Regions from separate parts of the Danio rerio genome. Here region 2 is linked to region 1. The links are chromatin contacts, called in public Micro-C maps. All regions are on one chromosome and are shown on one strand. The core of a region is the stretch at or near the end of the contact, and the rest is flanking DNA. Distances in the headings are between cores, read along the strand shown. Region 1 overlaps ctdspla (CTD (carboxy-terminal domain, RNA polymerase II, polypeptide A) small phosphatase-like a). Region 2 holds the start of ctdspla (CTD (carboxy-terminal domain, RNA polymerase II, polypeptide A) small phosphatase-like a).

Region 1 (4,747 bases), core at 1,152-3,651:
GAGCAGTTGGACAGGTGTACCTAATAAAGTGTAGAACAGAATTTAATATTATGTAAGTGACAATTCTTTGTAAACCAATAGTGTTCTGCAGCAGTGAGCAGCAGCTGCTTTTCTTAGGGTCCCAAAAGTGGTACGGTTAGCTACTTTGGTACTTCTGACAGTGGAAATGGAAATAAATGGATACTGTACTATACTATATCCAACTGCCTATAAATTCTATACGAATAGTTAAAAAGCAATAGATCTGATTAGAATTGATAATAGTTGTTGAAATCTGATGAGGTAGACGTACCGTATGTAACAGCAGTGAAAGGTCATGAAGGCCTCAGACAGATTTATACTGGCACAGATAAATCATCCAGTCCTCCATGACCTTTAATTAACACTCATGCTCAACTGCACATGTATAGGGTATTAGGCATATTACTGTCATGAATGTACATTTCTTATTCATGCATGCATGCATGCATGGGATGTGTATGACTTAGCTTGCGTCTTTGAATAAGTGAGAGTGTGTTCCGGCCCCTTAGGCAAGTCCATCTGCCTCCCTTAGGTCAGGCTTAGTAAAGGACGTCTCTTTCCCATTTCTGGCAGAGCGTCTACAGAGGCAGCTTGTGTTTAGGCAGCATGATTTGGCAGTGAAGCCAATTTGAGGGACAGTCACTTTAACGCAGTGCTGTGATCGCTGTTTCAAGGTTATCCAAAAGCACCAGATCCCAGTACATCATTTGGGATTGATATTGGACAACAACAGAAGAATCTCCAGAGCATGTTGTGCCCCGTTGGATTGTGGACCATAGCTTTTGATTATTACTTCAAATGTCTGGCTGATATGATAAGCATGCATCTTTTATCCTCTGCTGAACTGCTTGTTTGGCCTCTTCTCCTTTTATGTATTTATCTGTATTGTGTTTTTTCCAGCCTCCAGCCAAATACATTTTGCCTGAGGTCAGCATTAATGATTACGGCAAGAACTGTGTGGTCATTGACCTGGACGAGACCCTTGTGCACAGCTCCTTCAAGGTACTTATTCTCTCACATAAACTAAAATACTAACATCTTTGCTATGATATTTTATGTGTGAATAAAGGGGATGTTAAATCTAATATTCACCTTTTTGTATGGAATTACTAAATCGTTGTTTCCTCATGTTAATCAGTTTCTTCTATATTATATGACAAGATTTTTAAAAATATGTATTTTTAACTATAGTTATGTTTCAAAACCTAATTAGCTGCTTGCATGAGGATTCTTTTGAAGAATCACATTTTTTTATTTTTTTATTTTGTATAATAAAGATCTTGCATGGAGGAGGAAACCCCTGAATTTATTTGAGTTTAGTATATTTAGAAAATGCTAAAAATATATATATTTTCCATTAAAAATACAGTAGAAACCATATATATATATATATATATATATATATATATATATATATATATATATATATATATATATATATATATATATATTTTATGTTACTCTTACAACAAAGATCAATGACAAGACTTTTTTTATGGAGAAGCAAATCTCTGAAAGCATTACAATATGACATGGTGGAGAAAGCAGGCAGTGTTGATTATTAATCTGTGTTTTTCTGTCTACTAATAGAATATAGAAGTTACCATTTATTTGTCTGCTTTGTTTGTTTTTTATTCCTAAAAGAGTGTATAAATCAAGTCTCCTACACAAAGCATTGTTTGTATGGAGTTTCTGTGTATGTGAAGCCATTTCAAACTAATCACTTTTGAGGTTTCATTTCACTTACAGTTCTCCATGAAAAGACAGCTGTCTTAGTATACACAGTAATCTCAGTCTTCATTAATAGATGAAAAAGTATAAATTCAGAGGGTTTTAATTGGCCTGATGATTTGCTGCCACAACAAAAGCCATGATAACAGACTGTATTGGCAGATCTTTGAGACCGTTGGGGTGGATTTTAAGTCCCAGATGAATTAAATCCTCTTCAGTGATTAAATGTTTGTCTGGTCCCTAGAAAGTAGTGCTTCAGGGAGCCACCTGCTGAGTGTAGTGACCCACTTCTCTGCATCTTGGTTTTAGGCTGCTTTTTAAGTCATACGTACACACACTCACACACACATATGGTCAAATAAACAACTTGACTGCACACAATCAGCTCAGATTTACATATATATACAGGCATCCAGCTTAATGCATACATGTCTCGCACAGCTGGATGAATCCTCGCTCCCAAGAGAGAATGACTGTGACAGATAGTGAATGTGTTTGCTCTAAGACTAATAACTATGTTTTGGTAAAGCAAAGCCTGTCCTCCTTTAAAATGTCTGCCTGGCAGCTCCTGTTTTTGCTCAGAGACGAGAGAAAGGCGGCGACTGAGAGAAAGAGGCCCAGAGAGAGGGATGCATGCCTTTGTGCGCGTTCACAACCTCGCACACACACACACACAAATACACCCACCCTGACATCAAAACACACTCGCGCTCACATGTTACATTGAAAAAGGTATGCTCACAGTTACACAACAAAGATTTGATGGTGGCCGTACTTGTTTACAATGTATTTTGATACTCGTGATTATTGCGTATATGTATATTTTTTACATTTATGAATTGACTAAATTAAATCTTTGGCATTTACACAATTACTTTACTTACATTTACAAAATAAAGCTGCAAAATGGAATAAAATATAAACAACGTTACTTTTTAATGTTTCATTTTATATATTACTGTTCAATATAGTCAGGGTGCTTTTTAAAATAGCTTTTTAACAATCAAATAAATAAACAACTGGACGTACATTTGCTTTAAAAAGGAATTGGTGAGAAATTGCGTTTAAAACAGATTGTTTGAGGTTTATAAGAACATATCTGATCATAAAGAGTTAAAAACCTCTTTGGAATAAATGGTATTTAGTTGCTCAAAATGTCTAAAAATATATACACTACCGGTCAAAAGTTTGGGGTGATTCTTTATTAATGTTTTTTTTTTTAAGAAAATGATTCTGTTCATCAAGGTGGCATTAAATTAATGTAAAAATTATTTACAATTTTAAATAATTGCTTTCTTATTGTATGTAGTTTCAAATGAAAATATTACTCCAGACATTATTGATTTTATTACTATTACCATTAATAAAATTATTACAATAGTAATAAAAATTAATATTAGAGTGATTTCTGAAGGATCACGTGACTCTGAAGACTGGAGTAATGAAGCTGAAAATTCAAGTTTAAAATCACTTGAATAAATTATTAAATGAAATTATAAACCACTTTTCGTTATTTTATAGTGAAATAACATTTCACAATTTTACAATTTTGACTGTATTTTTAATTTTAAAAATGCAGTCTTGGTGAGCAGGAGAAGCTTATTCTAAAGCATTTAAAAATCCTACTGACCACAAACTTTTAACTGGTAATGTATTTTTAATTAAAACATATCTATCGCTTAGTTTTTTAAAGTTAATGGATTAATTTTACCTGCATTATTGTTCTTTTACACACCACAATATATATGTTTCAGTTTCCAACTGTTTGTAAACAGGTGTACAAGTATGTGTTTGGTAACAAAATCCAGTCTCAAAAAAGGCGTTTTTCTATAATATTAAACGCCTTTAAAAAATGAAATGCCTTTTTTACATCTTTAAATAAATTGCCTCTTTTTTAGAGCTTTTTGCTGTAATTGTACTTTACTTTTCTGCATTTTTTTCTTTTGCATCACTGCAATCTTTATTCTCAAATAAATTCTATAATCTCAAATAAATACTCAAAGTAAGCATATTTATTATTTATTATTATGTGGTAAGGAACCATCATTTAAAAAAAAATAAAACTTTACAACTTTATGTATTTGTTTATAAATTGAATTGCTTGGTTTATATATATATATATATGTATATATATATATATATATATATATGTATATATATATATATATATATGTATGTATATATATATATATATATATATATATATATATATATATATATATATATATATATATATATATATATATATATATATGTATATATATATATATATATATATATATATATATATATATATATATATATATATATATATATATATATATATGTATGTATGTATGTATGTGTATGTATATATATATATATACATATATATATATATATATATATATATATATATATATATATATATATATATATATATATATATATATATATATATATATATATATATATATATACAGTTGAAGTCAGAATTATTAGCCCCCCTGTTTAATTTTTCCCCTATTTCTGTTTAACGGAGAGATACAATTTTCAACACATTTCTAAACATAATAGTTTTACTAACTCATTTATAATAACTGATTTCTTTTATCTTTTCCATGATGACAGTAAATAATATTTTACTAGATATTTTTAAGACACTTCTATACAGCCTATAGTGATATTTAAAGGCTTAACTAGGTTAATTAGGGCAACTAAGCAGGTTATGGTAATTAGCCAAGTTATAGTATAACAATAGTTTGTTCTGTAGACTATCAAAAAAATATATAGCTTAAAGGGGCTAATAATTTTGACCTTAAAATGGTTTATAAAAAATTAAAAACTGCTTTTATTCTATCCGAAATAAAACAAGAAGAAAAAATATTATCAGACATACAGTGGAAATTTCCTTGCTCTGTTAAACATCATTTGGGCAATAATTTAATAAAAAAGATAAAAAATTCAAAGTGGGGCTAATAATTCTGATTTCAACTGTATATGTACAGGTCATTAC
Region 2 (4,245 bases), core at 1,082-3,581, 45 kb before region 1:
CATAACATAACATAACATAACATAACATAACATAACATAATAAATTAATGTCTTCAGGTGAAATGTTTGTTTTTAAGTGTTCATAATTTGTGTAAATCTGGTGTAAGCATCTACTAAATTAATCGAACTCACTTCAGTTGAGCCTTTATTTATTATCACCTCCGAACCAGGTTTTTTAACCAGGACTTGATAGTCAGCCAAATGTTTTAGAATATGAGGCATCAACTGTAAATACATAAATAAATAAATAAATTAAAACTAATTCCAAAATGCACTTGTCAAGGCTTGAATATTGACTAAAGTTTAAAAAAAATAATAATAAAATAACAAAACTAACAATTTACTATTTAGCCACCAGATGTCAGTATAAGCACACATTTAAATATTGCCTTGTTACAACAACCATGGAAAAACTATTTAGTAAATCCATTTTTTATTTACACTAAAGCCATTCGCCAGAATGTAAACACTGTCAACACATTTAACACACTTAACAACTCTACATAAGACCAACACACACAAAATGTTATTTGTTTTATTGACTGTTGAAATGTTTTCATTTATATTTACATAATCGCTTTTATTAATATTGCATGATGAGTACAAAGGCTATAAAAATGTGATAAGAGTATTTAAAAAAGCTGTAAAACCATCCGAAGTGACGATTGCATCACACAGCCAGCCTTATTAAACATTAAGATCAAACACCCACCTTCATAAAATATTCAATAACCCTCCCACCTCTTTCTTTTTCACTCTCTCTTTCTCTCTGTCATTAAAAGATTTCTGAAATCACTGCGAATTCTCTTAGTATCTCGGCAAAAGCATTTCCCTTTAAACCACAGATGTGTACTTTATGCTTTTATCTTTAAGATTTTTTTTATTCGTCATATCTGATGTTTACAGATTAAGCAACTAAGAAAACTGGTAACATATACTGCAAATATTTTAAAAGCCAGTTAAAAAAATACAAACAAACCTGGGAGTAATTAAACAGTTTAATGTGAAATTTTATTTTATATATTTTAGAAGTATTTTCCCCGGATTAATAAAGGGACTAAGCCAAAAAGAAAATGAAGGAATGAATGAATAATTTAAATATTCTTTTGTATAGAAAACAAAATGAAAACTGATGTGTGTGTGTGTGTGTGTGTGTGTGTGTGTGTGTGTGTGTGTGTGTGTGTGTGTGTTTGTGTGTGTTGCAGGGCATACATTGCACAATGTTTTTAAATAATGAAATAGAAATATGATTTAATTATATATTTTGTATATTATTTGTTTAAAAAAATTCAAGATGTTTATTTTTTGTAGAGCATATTACGTTGTTGTTTTTAGAAATAATGTAATATTATTATTATTTTTGTTTAATTAAAACATTTAATTGTTACTTTTGTAGAAAACATGCATAAGGGATTAATTAAAATAGTTTAATTCATTTATTCATTCATTCATTTTCTTTTCAGGTTAGTCCTACAGTATTGTTAATCTGGGGTCGCCACAGTGGAATGAACCGCCAACTTTTTCAGCATCTGTTTTACGCAGCGGATGCCCTTCCAGCTGCAACCCAACAATAGGAAACACCCATACACACTCATTCACACCCATACACTTCAGACAATTTAGCTTACCCGAGGAAACCCATGTGAACAGGAGAAGAACATCCACACAGAAATGACAACTGAACTGACCCACTCGAACCAGTGACCTTCTTGCTGTGAAGCGATCGTGCTACCCACTGTGCCATCGTGACATCCTAAATTAGAATATTGTCATGAAATTTATTGTTTGCCTCTGCTTCTTCTGACAGCTTAGCTGATATTAAGTAAAACTATGATCACCAAGTAATGTAAACTTCAATAACACAATATCACAATGAATTAATCTAAGACCTCTTTCTCTCTCTCTCTCTCTCTCTCTCTCTCTCTCATTTTTCCTGGTTTAAACAAAACATCCAAAATTCACTTTTACATTTTGTATAATTTAATTTGTACGTATAAATATATACATACACCAAACTTTAAAGATTTACTTATGTCTATAATTTGAAGGTTATTTGGGAATATTGTTATACATCATCTGACTGATTAACCTATATTATCATTATTATTATTATTATTTTATTTATTTTTAATTAGGCCTATTTGATTTTATTTTATTTTTTACCATACTCACCTGCAGTGCCTTACCTTAATTCCCCCCGTGTTTTTAACATCAACAATGTCTTTCCAAAAGCAGGTCATTCTCACTGTAGTTGTTACCACAGTAGGCTACATTGTTGCAAATCCCAGTTTCACACGGTCACATTAGTTTGTGTGTGCGCGCGCACACACACACACACACACACACACATACGGGGAGAGAAAAGAGCGGCTGCAGATCAGACTCTTTGTTATTACACACTGTCACTGATCTCCATAGACCTCACAGGACATGAAGGCTGAACTGTTGCTAGTTTCTGCGGTCTGACAGGAGGATCTGCTGTTTGTGCGGTGTGTGTGCGTGTGTGCGTGCGTGTGTGTGTTTATTTGGATGCGGTGCTGGAGGATCGTGTGCGGTGAATGCATGTATGGTGCGTCTGCCATCTGGACTCACACGCTAGCTCGCTAGCATCAGGCTAGCCGAAAATTATCAAAACATAAGTGACCGAGGAGGAATAAAATCCCGTTTCCATGGACAACACGTCCATCATTACCCAGGTAGCAAATCCAAAGGAGGAAGAGATCCTTTCTTCTTGCCAAGAAAAAGGTAAGGCGATTGGCTGTGAATGTGACTGGATGAAGGATGTTTTTGTTTTGACAGCGGAATCAACTGCGGCGTTTCTGCTGATGAAATTAATATATTTTGTTTAAATCTACTACTTCTAATATTTTTTATTATTAGTAGTAGTTGTATTGTTATTAGTATTATTTATGGATGAAAAATTAGGAGACTGCTTGACAATTCTCAGTTTATCTAGATTCACAGGATTTAGGTGGGGGTTTGAGTAAAACATTTATATATTTTGAAGCTATAAAGGTCTGTTAATATTTCTTCTTATTTTCAAATATATCTACTGTCATTTTGAAGATTTTTTTTCAGATAATGGCAATTGGTTAGCAAAACTAAATTATATTTATATATAGTGCTCAAAATGGCAATATAGGCCAGTTGTTTTTGAGTAAAACAATATTTTTTTGTCTTATTTTGTAAACATCTCTATTTCCGATCACAACAAATGAAAACATTTGACCAGTGTCATTTTCTGGAAAAGAATCAACAAATCTAAATAAATTACTGTAATATAAATTAAAAATCTATTTAAATCTTTATTATTATATATATTCATAGCAATATAAAAATAAACCTGGAAGGGCCAAATAATAACATAAAGAATGAAGAACCTTTTATGAAACTGAAATAATTTTTGGATGTGAAAAGGTTTTTCATGCATGTCAAATTTATTTTTAAGAGCGTTCTGAATATGAAAATTATGTATGGTTGCCAGTTCCTTTCTGAGAATCTTATACTGTTTCCAACCTGCTGGCCGTCTCTTTGTGGTACAGTATTAAGCAACAATGTGTTTAACATGAATGCACTGTACTTGCACACAGTTATTTTCCTAAGCATCAGAGCAAACAGTCTTAATGCTTGTGCTGGAGCCTCAATAAGCGGATCAAATTATTTAATGCCACTGAACCTTAAATCAATGCACTGTGAACTGGCTTTGCCTTACTTGCTGTTTATGGTGGTATGGAATTTTAGTATTTCTTATGCTCAGATAATGTATAATAAGGTAGTGTTTTTGATGATTTTAGACTCTCTTTAGTTATAAATGTATGTCCTCCCCGCCTTTCACATAACAATATTGTACTGGTTAGGTGTGTGGATGGTTTTCTATGTGAAAAGTCATTGTGGATGCTACAAAAACAAACAAACATTTAAAATGGCTGTAGACAAGAATTGCAGTCTATTCCACAGATTTTAATAATTAAAAAAAAACTCTTTGACTTCTTAGGTTGTTTTGAATGCCTATTGACAACTTTTTATGTGAAAGACTGAGCATTTCTGCTGGGATAATCAAAAGGATGTGACATGTACATCACCTCTTCGATTCTGACACATGAAACGAATGCTTAAAATAAAAGATAATGTTGAAAGAGTCTTTCTGTACTTTTCTGTCATGCCAAGAAAGGGGTTTTATTCAAAATATAGTCTCACAAAGCCAGATCTATAGTCTGGATTCTCCATTATACTTGATAGAACTTA

The links. A called contact is a pair of places that touch in the nucleus more often than the background predicts.
Region 2: a contact with region 1 is called in a Micro-C map of caudal fin, with 6 times the contacts expected there. The contact joins the promoter of ctdspla here to the enhancer-like site in region 1. A contact is called at or near these places in 6 of 18 Hi-C or Micro-C datasets (caudal fin, embryo, hematopoietic stem cells and 2 more) and 2 of 4 datasets of contacts at active chromatin or transcription factors (caudal fin and embryo).

Annotation. Positions count from the first base shown.
Region 1 is chr24:24,357,160-24,361,906 of GRCz12tu, reverse strand. It overlaps ctdspla (CTD (carboxy-terminal domain, RNA polymerase II, polypeptide A) small phosphatase-like a), which reads left to right. Exons shown (of 7, transcript NM_001045447.2): 3 at 922-1,023. Among named protein-coding and RNA genes, the nearest start is that of mir26a-3, 17 kb to the right of the region's middle. Within about 2 kb of position 2,401, at least 34 of the 62 cell types and tissues checked have an H3K27ac peak or open chromatin away from gene starts, as enhancers often do. A contact at or near this core is called in caudal fin and skeletal muscle, where this site is marked.
Region 2 is chr24:24,402,315-24,406,559 of GRCz12tu, reverse strand. ctdspla (CTD (carboxy-terminal domain, RNA polymerase II, polypeptide A) small phosphatase-like a) reads left to right here and starts at 2,331. Exons shown (of 7, transcript NM_001045447.2): 1 at 2,331-2,745. The coding sequence starts at 2,670.